Regions from separate parts of the Mus musculus genome. Here region 2 is linked to region 1. The links are chromatin contacts, called in public Hi-C maps. All regions are on one chromosome and are shown on one strand. Each heading gives the region's core, a stretch centred on a gene start, on an enhancer-like site or on the middle of the called end of the contact. The rest is flanking DNA. Distances are from core to core; before and after follow the strand shown. Region 1 overlaps Topbp1 (topoisomerase (DNA) II binding protein 1). Region 2 holds the start of 5830418P13Rik (RIKEN cDNA 5830418P13 gene).

What was found. A called contact is a pair of places that touch in the nucleus more often than the background predicts.
Region 2: a contact with region 1 is called in a Hi-C map of the HPC-7 cell line, with 2.3 times the contacts expected there. The contact joins the promoter of 5830418P13Rik here to the enhancer-like site in region 1. A contact is called at or near these places in 1 of 15 datasets of contacts at CTCF or cohesin (large pre-B cells), 11 of 484 Hi-C or Micro-C datasets (B cells, DN3 thymocytes, the HPC-7 cell line and 4 more), 6 of 115 datasets of contacts at active chromatin or transcription factors (the 230-238 cell line, the SCID.adh cell line, double positive thymocytes and 2 more) and 3 of 9 other capture datasets (adipose tissue, liver and pancreatic islet).

The regions. Positions count from the first base shown.
Region 1 is chr9:103,344,909-103,350,618 of GRCm38.p6, forward strand. Topbp1 (topoisomerase (DNA) II binding protein 1) reads left to right here. Exons shown (of 28, transcript NM_176979.5): 24 at 1-46; 25 at 834-971; 26 at 1,776-1,865; 27 at 2,019-2,180; 28 at 4,874-5,520. The coding sequence ends at 5,008. Among named protein-coding and RNA genes, the nearest start is that of Cdv3, 18 kb to the right of the region's middle. Within about 2 kb of position 2,368, at least 22 of the 459 cell types and tissues checked have an H3K27ac peak or open chromatin away from gene starts, as enhancers often do. A contact at or near this core is called in the HPC-7 cell line, where this site is marked.
Region 2 is chr9:103,420,480-103,426,189 of GRCm38.p6, forward strand. It overlaps 5830418P13Rik (RIKEN cDNA 5830418P13 gene), which reads left to right and starts at 3,099. Exons shown (of 6, transcript NR_040466.1): 1 at 3,099-3,150. Bfsp2 (beaded filament structural protein 2, phakinin) reads right to left here. Exons shown (of 7, transcript NM_001002896.3): 7 at 4,445-4,665. The coding sequence ends at 4,662.

The DNA.
Region 1 (5,710 bases), core at 1,118-3,617:
TCGCTCCTACCTAGACGCTTGCAAGACAGCTGGGCGCTTTGTGCAGGTGTGTATTCATATTCCTGTGAAGGTTTGTTCTCTTGTTAATGACTTAGGAGATCCTTGGTCATCCCCTCACCGTGTATTTAGTTTAAATGACCACACGTGGCCAGTCAGATTACAGCTGTTCTGTGAGGATCTTTGAAACAGAACAAAGTCTGCAAGGTCGGGCTGCTTTATTCACATCCCTTTTTATTAAAATATTTTGGTTGGCATACAAAAAAATGAGTTTTTATTGTGGCCTGCTCACTTTTTGTTACCTAATTTATCGGTGCTTTTTTATTGAAATGATTTTCTCTTAATGAGCAGATTCAAGATAGCCCATTATAAGGCTTTTTCTTTGCTGTTAGCTTATCCATATTAAGCAGTTGTAACAAGCTGGGCATCACGGTAATATCTACTGTGTCGTTTCCGAAGCTTCCAATCTGAGCTCCTTGGGACTTGTCTTAGTTCATACCTCCTCAGGCTGTGCTCTCATGAAGCCAAATACTAGGGTATTTTACTAAGTTAGGTATGCTACTAAGTTGCCAAAATACAGCTGTCTGGCCAAAAGGTTTGTTTTGGGGAAATTAGTTTCTGGTTTTAATTAAAGCCAGCTGTACTGGTTCTTCACATAAAACTGAATAAATGGAATGAGTTCCCAAAGTAGTGTTCTCTATCATTCGTGTCTCTGTAACGATTGAACTTTCAGCTTTGATCTTGATAGACTGCAAGCTGCTGGGGGCCAGATACCCATGCTTAGTTAGCACAGTGCTGTGAAAGGAACCCACAAGTTCACTGGCCTGGTTTTCTAGGAAGAAGACTACGAGTGGGGAAGTAGCTCCATACTTGATGCTCTCCCTGACGTCACTGAGCACCAGCAGAAGCTCGCACTGGCGGCAATGAGATGGAGGAAAAGAATCCAGCAAAGTCAAGAATCCGGCATTGTTGAGGTACTATTGTGGGATTCAGTATTGTGACTTGTTTTAAAGAGCATATGCCTGACCAAGTAGTTCTGATTGTCTTTTATTCCATAATTGATATATTTAGTTGCACATTCTGTGTTGAACTAAAATTTCTGTTGTGCAGGGAGGCAGAGGCAGGAGAATGTTTGAATTCCAGGATATCTGAGGCTATGTAGAAATCCTGCCTGAGACAACAAAGTATTGTGTTACTGTAAGATAGGGTCTTCTAAAGATAACTTGTCTTTTCAGGGTAGAGCATCAGGAGTCCTAAGCCAGGTCTGCAAATTCTCTCTAAGGAGTCTATATACTTTTGAGTAAGGAAATTATGTCCTTTCTTTCCTAATTGCTGATTGCTAGGGTACTCCTGTAATCCTAGCACTTGGGAGGCAGGAGAAGAGCAAGAGGTCAGAGCTAGCCTATGAAACTTTGTCCTTTTTCTTTTCTTTCTTTCTTTTTTTTAAACTAATAATGGGTTGAAGAGGCCGCCCAGGGGTAAAGGCACCTGCGCTGCTCTTCCAGAGAACTCAGATTTAATTCCTATCATCAACATCTGTAAATCTACTTCCAGAGGATCCAACACCCTCTTCTGACTTCTGTAGGCCCTGCATGCAAGTGATACTTAGTATATGTAAATATATGCAAAAAACCCACTGAGTTTTGTGTGTGTGTGTGTGTATAGATAGATAGATGAATGACAAGAAATTACTTGACACTAAACAATTAAATTCATGCATTATCTCTGCATTTTGAATGTTTAGTATGTTAAAATTACATGTACTTATTTTTAAATAGGGAGCATTTAGTGGCTGGAAAGCTATTTTACGTGTTGATCGGCCCCGAGAAGCTGGGTTCAAACGCCTTCTTCAGGCAGGAGGAGCAAAGGTTTGTCCTGAATTAATTTACTGCTATCCTAGGGGCAGGTTTGCACCAACTTGTCCAGCAAGGTTTCTGTGATGTCTCCCTGCCCTCTGCCTTTGAGGGGAGGAGCATCTGCTATGGAGCATGAGGGGATTAACCCTTCCTGTTTTTCATTAGGTGTTATCTGGTCATCCAGAACCTTTACTTAAAGATGCTACGCATCTCTTTTGTGACTTCAATAAACTGAAACCTGATGACTGCAGAGTTTTCATCGCAGAGGCTACTGCCCAGAACATGGTCTGCTTGAAAACAGAATATATCGCTGATTATCTCATGCTGGTTTGTCACATTCTACTCTTCCGTTTATCATTATCATTTTTATTACTTGTGTGTATATGTGGGGTGGGGAGTTGGCACATGTGTGCTCGTCAGAGGATAGCTTAATGGAGTTGGTTCTCTCCTACCATGTAGGTTCAAACTTAGGTTGCCAGGCTGGTAGCAAGCGCCTTTACTTGCTGAGTCATTTTGCTGGCCCCATACTTCCTTATTTCTAGAGATATGTGTATGTTTGTAGATGAACATCCACACATTTACTCTTGGCTTGCTGCTAATAGAATTGACAGTCTGCCATTCTCTAGTCTTTCAGTTTAGTTCCATTTCTATATTGGATGCCTGTAAACTTTTTAGCATGAAATTTAAGTATGACAGGTTTATGAAAATCTGGGTAGCTATAGATGTTTTACAAGTTCTTTAAAATATTGGGCTATAAAGAAAGCAGGGGGCTAGAGAGTTGGCTCAGAGACAAGAGAACTGGCTGCCATTGAAATCAGACTCAGTTCCTACCTAACAGTAACAGACCTACCGTGTGTACCTGTGTTCGTGTGTACCTGTGTTCGTGTGTGTGCTCGTGTGTGTGTGTGTGTGTGTGTGTGTGTGTGTGTGTGTGTTCGTGTATAGAGGTGTCTGTGGAGTTCAAAAAAAAAAAAAAAAAAAAGAGTTCTATTCCCTGGAGCTGGAGTTATAGGAGGCTGTATCCTGTCCAGTATGGGTGTGAGAATCAAACTTAGATCTCTTAAGTGCTCTTAACTGCTAAGCCATCTCTCCGGCCCTAAATGAATGGATTTTTAAACTGTATACTTGCTTCCTAGGTCAAGCAACATTTTAATATAATCAAGTAACATTGATTTATTACATAGCCGTTTCTCATTTTTTTTATGCATTTCAGAGTTTTGGGGAAATCAGAACATGTGTCTCCTCAAATACTTAGCATGTGTATCATTAACTAGAATCCAGTATTTGTTTACTTTTCTCTTAGAAGAGCTGTTGTACAGTGAAATTTGTAGATAACAGTTCCATCATGTGAGTCAGCCTCCTGATAGATGATGGCCTTCCAAAACCCTTTGGTATCAAGAGCATGACCTCATTTCAACAAGCATCCTTGGGGCCCTTTTCAATGACCTCTACCCCAGCCCCACAGAGATAAGCTTGTTTTATTATTTGTCCCCAGAATATATTAATCTTTCCTTAGTTTGAGAGCTTTTTATACCTGGCCTTAGGGAACACTTAGCATACTGTCCATGTGTCTAGGTCATGGTGCATGTTAGCTAGCTCATCCCTTATTATAGAACGTTCTGTCTGAACAGAGCCCCTGGGTGACTTCCCTTCAATGTGAAGTAGTGTAACTGCTGGGCTAAGTATACATTTAGTTTATGTGGTCTGGATAGCTTTAAACTTGCAGGGCTTCCTACTTCTGTCTCCTAGTACTAGAATTGCATGGTATTCACTATCAGACTCTTCCTAGAAGAGATTTGGTGTCACTTTATAGTCACTTGACTTTTAGCATCTGGTATGGCTACAGTGGAGGTAGTAGCATCATGCTTTAAAAGAATCAGTCTTTACCTCTCTTACTCTGCCTCTCTTTGCCTCCCATCCTTGTCCTGCTAATTGCTGTTATTACCAGCATGTATCTCGTTGTTTATGAGCTTTTTTCACTTGGTACTCCAGATTGGCCTTAGGCCTTAAACTGGTTTTGTTTGTTTGTCTGTTTTCTTTCAATTCTGATGGAAAATAGGTTATAGACTATAGATCCTGGCATTTATCTGTTTGCATTACTTAACAAATAACAGAAGCAGCTGAACTGTCAGTTCACATTTTAGTCTTATTAAATAAAGGTTGTGTGTGTGTGTGTGTGTGTGTGTGTGTATGTATGGCTCAGAGGCCAAAGATTTGGCCAAGCTCCACAAACTATTTCTGGCTTCCAGACCTTTGCTCTGGGTTCCCAACCTTTTTTTTCTGAGGAAATAGTTGCTTTCCTACCTTGTTCTTCAAGCCATTTCTATTAGAATTTTAGCCAGCCTGTGGCACACATAAAAGAAACAAAATGAGAAAGCCCACAAAAGCTAAATTGACCCAGGTCTGACCTGCCCTGTAACAGTTACTTGGTTTGTTAATTCTCCAGCGTCTTTAATTAGAATTTAAGTTCAATTCCCAGAACCCAAAAAAGGCAAGCATGATGTTTGTAATCTTAACACTGGAAAGGCTCAGTTCCAGGCCCATAAGTGACTAGTGGGATTGGCATGGTGACTCAGGCCTTTAATCCCAACATTTGGGAGTTAAAGGTAGGAGGATCACTAAAAGTCTGAAGCATCCTGGGCTACAAAAGGCCAGCTTGTCTTATTTATTTATTTATTTATTTATTTATTTATTTATTTTATGAAAATAGAAAAATGGCTGCAAAGGTAGCCATTGCAAGGACTTGGTGTCAGGTAGAAACACTTAAATGTCCTTGCTACCTGATAGTTAAGCCCATTGCACATTTGTAAATGGGTGTAAAAACACTTATAGTAATTCACACTACTAGCTACTGACCAGCCTTTCCCCAATTTAATCTATATTTTAATCCATGGAATCATTAAAATCTGAACTAGCCATGCTTTACCTGAACTTTGACCCACTGGCAAGCTTTGAGGGGAAAAAGAAACCTGGAGACATACATGCACTACAAATTTGAAGTTTTCCTCTTCCCATTCCAGGAATCCCCTCCTTGTGCAGACAATTACCGTGTATCCGAAGCTGCTTTATTCCATAATAAGAAAGGTGGGCCTGGATTACCACAGAAGAGGAAAACTCCTGCAGAGAATGTAGTCAAACGGCCTCGAGTACACTGAAGTGAGCCATACACAACCACCCAACGAATGTTTTTGAGTTTAGTGTGCTTGCCTAAAATGTATAAAGTGCACTAGAAAATTTTCAGCTACAACCTGAACATTGCTGTGATGCATTTGTGTAGCAGTTTAAAGGCATACATCTGAAGGACTATGCTTCAGATTCTAATGATCCTGTAAACTGGATACCTTTAACCTGAATTTGAATCACTGGTTATTGACTGTTCCTAATGAGGCTGAAATAGTTTTAACAAGGAGATTTGTTTCAAAAATGTCATAGTTCATAAAAGCAAAAGTTATACATTAGGGTTATTTCATGTTTTCCTGATTTTTATATATGTATTCTTGCCATTTAACCTCTTTAACAGCCTGAGCAGAGAGTTTAACAATGAAGCTGGGGCTCTAAACTTAAAATATGTATATATGTAAATGTGTGTATGTATAAACTTCTATCATTTGCCAAACTTGGGCACCAAAACTTTGAGATAAAGAATAAAAAAAAATAGCAACTTAAACTGTATTGATTTGTTCATTTAGATCTGTTGATATGCCAGACTTAAAAGCTGTCTCAAAATACACTCACGCACCTCACCTGCAATCCCAGCACTCAGGTATTGAAGTAGGGTCATTGAGTCCAGCCTAGCCTGGGTTGGAATGAGACGCTCCATTAAGCAAAGGACTAAAGAGGCATCAGTTGGAGACAGT
Region 2 (5,710 bases), core at 1,849-4,348, 76 kb after region 1:
AACATGCATATACACCATATACCGTACATATACCATAGCACACATACAGGCACACACACACACCATACATATACACCACACCACACATATGCATACACTACATGCTACACCCACACACCATACATACACACACATCACATACACACACACAAATACACACCATATACATACACACACACCATACAAACATACACGAACCACACACACATACACAGATACCATACATACACACAGATCACATACACATACCACACACATACACACCCACCACACAAACATACATGAACCATATACATAGCTTAGGCGTGCACACATACACACACACACACACACACACACACACACACACCTATGACTTGACAAAGCTAGTCCATAGCTTGCTACCTGTGCACCTTACAAAGCTGGCTCTCCTAATGTGCAACATGGTTTTTGTGTTGGATGGAGAATTAATGCAAAAAGCCTGACTCCCCACAGTGTGAGTTACCTTCCGCTCCTAGGAAGAGAAGAAAAGAATGTTTCCTCTGGAGCATGACAGGGAAAATTGCATTTTCTGTTGACTGCACAGATCTGTCTATGCTGGGATCCTGCTTAGCCTTTTGTTCAAAATAACCAGCCTACATGATCTAATTAAGCCAGTCCCTCCGGCTTCAAAAATAGCTTGCTTTATTGCTCACTCCCTCAGCAGGTTGATCCCTGAATATGCTTATCTGATGGCAAACACAGAGTCCAGTGGCCCCTTCCCTAATCCCTGTCTTGGAATGTCGGAGTTAGACATCCTAGCCAACCTTTCATGTGTCACTTGAGGTAAGGTAACCTTGTGGGGAGCCTGAAGCATGGACTATGTCTCAGAATCTTGGGGGCTGTCAGATAAATTGTGCCATGGAGGGCAGATGCATGGCCCCCCCCATGGAGGTTGAGACCCTTTAGGAGGGTCTAAGAACCCTTTTCATAGGAGTCCCCTGAGTCCACCTGAAAACAGACATTACATTACAATGCAAAACAGTAGCAAAACTAAAGTTATGAAGTAAAAACAAATACTGTCATGGGGGTCCCCAGAACATGAGGAACTGTATTAAGGGTCGAAGCATTAGGAAGGCTGAGCACCACTGAGTTAGAGCCATCTGACATGGAATCGAACTAGGGTCATCTGCATGCTCTTAACAGCTGAGTTGTCTCTCTAGCCTCCAGACTCAGATAAAATTATTTAATTTTTGGTAGAACACTATCTTGTATTCTGGAACCACTCCGCCTCACAAAAAAGACCCTTTCTGTGCAAACTGGGGGTGGTGATGCATGCTTACAATCCCACTACTTAGCAGGTGGAGAGAGGCACAAGTTCAAAGTCATCCTCAGCTACTTAGCAAGCTCGAGGATCCCGCCTCAAAACCAGAACCAAATCAAACCAACAGTAGCAACAACAACAAAAGGAATAGCAGTGCGGTGGCACGGAGCCTTTAACCCCAGCACTCTGAAGGCAGAGGCGAGCGGCTCTCTGAAAGCTCTAGGCCACCACGGTCTACATAGTGTGTTCTAGACTAGCCAGGGGTACATAGAAAGATCCTGTTTGTAAAAAAGGAAAAGAAAAATGTATATAATATGTTGGGTATACTTATACTAAAAAAAAAAAAAATGTTGGTTATCTGACAAATTAAACCAGGCATCTTACATTTCTGTTTGCCAGTGGCAACCACTGCTAAGATTCTGTATTGGCCCAAATCCTATCTTGCCCAGAGAGGCAGTCTATTGAGCCAGCAAGCTGGCTCATTGGGAAAGGCACTTGTCACCAAGTCTGATGACCTGAGTTTGATCCCCTGGGATTAACATGGTGGAAGGAGAGAACCAACTCCCAAAAGTTGTCCTCTGACTCCACCAGCACCCCGACAAGCTCCTCCCAACAAACACATGGGTGTAATTAAGTAAAAGCTGGTGAGGTGGCCCAAGGGCTTATTGAAGAATGTGTGTAGGGCAGTTAAACAAAGGGCAGTGAACTGGGTGGCACTTACTGAATCCTGTAGTGGAGAAGCAACTGAAATCAGATTTATCTTCATGCCTTTGGGGACAAAATGAATTCAGGGAAGGGGCCATGCAAACTGTACAGTGCCACGTTGCTTTGTTTAGTCCTTGCCCCACCAAGATTGTCAACCCATGAGAACAGAAATGATCTTCCTTATATGGGTATTCCCCCTCCCCCCAGTCTGTCAAAACATTTGAGCATCAATCCATGCTTAAAAGAATTACCAATATCCTTGAAGTACAATTTAAGGACATTGTTATCAAAGGATGTGGGGGTCTCAACGCTAATGGGTGCTATTATGGTATGTGTGTGTGTGCGTGCGTGCGTGCGTGCGTGTGTGTGTGTGTGTGTGTGTGTGTGTGTGTGCGCGCGCACGCGCGCTCTCAAGCACACACCTGGAAACCCAAAATCCATGGAGTTGAGTAGTACGGTGTGGAAAGAGCTTAGGAGGAATCCAGCCAAAGCCCTTTACCCATCTACTCCAGAACAAATGCTCGTCACCACCGGCAGCAGCCTCCCCCACCACCTGTCAGGGAACCACTGCCAACGGGTAATTGTACCGTGATGTTGTGAGAGGAAGTCTGATTTTCAAAAGGCGCTGGCAGAATCCAGGGGCCAGCGGGGCCTTTTCATACCTGCTAACGAAGCCTCATTAGAAGCAGCAGGAGCCTGCGCTGGGAACTGGAAGCAGCCGTCAGTCATGATCTTCCCCTGCCAAAAGGTGATTAACTTTCTGACTCGCGGCACCTGCTCGTGGAGATTTGCAGGGCAGAAGAGTCTAAAACTCGCAGCCCCACTGGGAGAAACCCTTGAGAGGGCGCGCATCTACTCTCCTTGCATACCAGTGGCTTCCAGATTCGGCAAAAACAAACAAACAAACAAACAAACAAACAAAACCCCAGCATGGGGTCCTCTTCACCTTCCAGGCCCTGGGCTGTGTAGAGGTTGGAAACTGAAATCTTGGCTTGGAAATAATAATTAAGGATAATAAGAAAGGCAAGAAGGTCTTGCAGCATCCAATGTCGCTGAGACAGCTGCACTGTCTTCCTGATGGCTTTTGCACCCAGGTGGTTCAATTAGGAGCAGTTCGCAGCGAGCAAGCTAGCAGGGCAGTGGAGGCTTAGCTGAAACGGAGCGTAAGTGGTGTCTTTTCTATTTCTGGACTTCAGACACTGAATTATGTAAAGATATTGTGTAGAGTCTAAGTAACTGGCCTTCTGGGAGACTCGTGGGTTCTCTTTCTTTGGTCCTGCAGGCCAGCAAGGAAATCTACGGGACAGAATCCTAACCAGGACACACCTTGCTTCTTTTAAAAGGTTGTTGGCTTGTTTTGTTTTTTGAGACAGGATTCCTTTGTGTAACAGCCTTGACTGTTCTGAAACTCTTTTTTGTATGTCAGCCTGGCCTTGAACTCACAGAGATCCACCTGCCTCTGCCTCCTGAGTGCTGAGATTAAAGGTGTGCAACCTCACATTCTCGGCTGTTTGTTTTTAAATAAAGGTAAACACTGTTTATTGGTCTTTTTGGGACTTTACATCCATATGAAGGTCTTCAAATGTTCCCACACAGGGATGTATCCCTCTGTTGGGGTAAGTAGCTCACAGTGACAAAGGGACAACGACGGAGCTTATCTTGGTCTAATTCTGTGTAGCAGGCAGGTAACAGAAACAGACGTGTTTGTTTTTGTGGTGTGGTGGTGTGTGGTTTTAGAAGCACTGAGAGCCTGTGGTCCCACACAGGTGGTGGTTTCAGTTGTAATCTGAGGGCAGGAGGGTCTTGCCTTCGTGGGAAGCAGATGCATGAATAGATTTGGCTGGCCCGAGCCTTGAGAGGGCTGGCGTGGGGGGCGGGGGGGGGGGGTGGAGGGCGCTGGCATGTGGATCCCAAAAAAGAAATGTTGAGGCTGTAAATGGGTGAACTACCACAACCTAATTAGTCCCCCATGGGTTGAAACTGATGGAGAGGTGTTATGCTATGGGCAAATGAGATGTGTGTGTGTGTGTGTGTGTGTGTGTGTGTGTGACAGAGAGAGAGAGAGAGAGAGAGAGAGAGAGAGAGAGAGAGAGAGAGAGAGAGATTTGCATGTGACCAGGGTACCCGTCAAGTGCAGAACTTTTGAATGAACAGCCTTTGTGTGTTGATAAAACCAGAACAGTTGACCTTGAGGCAATGATGAGACTGATGGACTCATTTAACAGGCTCAACATGCTGTCTAGAAGCATCCAAGAATGGCTCCCAGTATGGGGGGTGTAGTGTATCATACACACTTAGCATGCATGAGGCCCTGGGTCCTATCCTTTGAACCAACAAAACAAACACACGCACATACTCATGAAACACCAACCCAAATCCCCAAAGAGGCCCTGGGACCTGCAGAGAAAAGGAAGGGTTTCTGCACCACCAGCAAGTTAGCCACAGCAAATGGCAGACTGGGAGCCACACGCAAAGTATTTATTCAGAGAGGCCTCGGTTGTTCAAGCTACAGACTACAGAAATGGGAGCAGAATTCTCTCCACCCCCAGGGAGCTCCGTCTGAGTCAGCTAGGGAGTCCAGCAGCCACTGAGGTTCTTCAGACGTCACCGGTGGGCTGCCGAGGAAGGCAGAGTTTTCTTTGTGAAAAGAGGAAGTCGTTTTTTGGTTTTCCCATTAGCTGAAAAGAAACACACGTGAGTCAGAAGCGGCAGAAACGGAACCTCAGTAAAGATACCACGGTAGGAGTGTGGGAAAGGAAGCCATGTTATGAGAAAGAATTTGGTCTTTGGAATAAGACAGTGCCAAGGTTCGAACCCCTGTTTTGTGGTTTGATGGATTTTGGACAAATGACTTCCAGAACTCTGGGATGTGAAGTCCTGTCAGTAACTGGGGATGTGTGGTGATCTGGTGGGCACAGGAGGGAATGAGGACGGCCAGGGTTAGGGCTGGACATCTGCGGAACAGCCATTCGGTGGGTACTTGAACTACATACCACCCCTTTACTCCTCCATGTTTATTTAAAACTTTATATATTTACTCATATGCGTGCAGGAATCTGAAGGATTTAGTTTTGTTAGGAACATCTTTCACATTCCACAGAAAGCAACTGGACAAAAAGACAGTTGGGGGAGAGAGATGACGGTTTTTCCACTTGAAAGGAGGTGCTGGAAGGTTTGCAGATGGTTCTGTGGTTGTTCATCCCAGCAATGGGATGCTATGCTCTTTGAAAGAGGGCCACTAGTCCCAGAGTTGCTTCAACCTCTGTGTGTGACCGTGGACAACCCCCACCCTCCACATGGGCCTTCCCATTCTCTCTTGAGTTGTGAGAGGTTGGACAGTGTGATCCCTAAGTAGTCTTTTGTACTTTATTTTTATTTATTAGTATTTGTGTGTTTGTGCATGCATATATGTGTATGTGAATGCACACATGTAAATGCTCACACACATATACACGTGTGCCACGGTGCATAATAAAAACCAGAGGGTGATTTTGTGAAGTCAGTTTTTCACAAAAGGGACAGTGGGCAACTCCACTGTCATTCATAACACCTTGTTTGTCTTCCCTGTAGACTCCAAATTAAACATAGTTTTCTCAGCAGCCCTGCTGGTATGTCACTCAGCTAGAAGAAAGTCGACAGGAAGCCTCTTCAAAATGTTTGAGAGACACTGGCTGCTCTTCTGAGGACCTAGATTCAACTCCAGCACCCATGTGGTAGCGTACA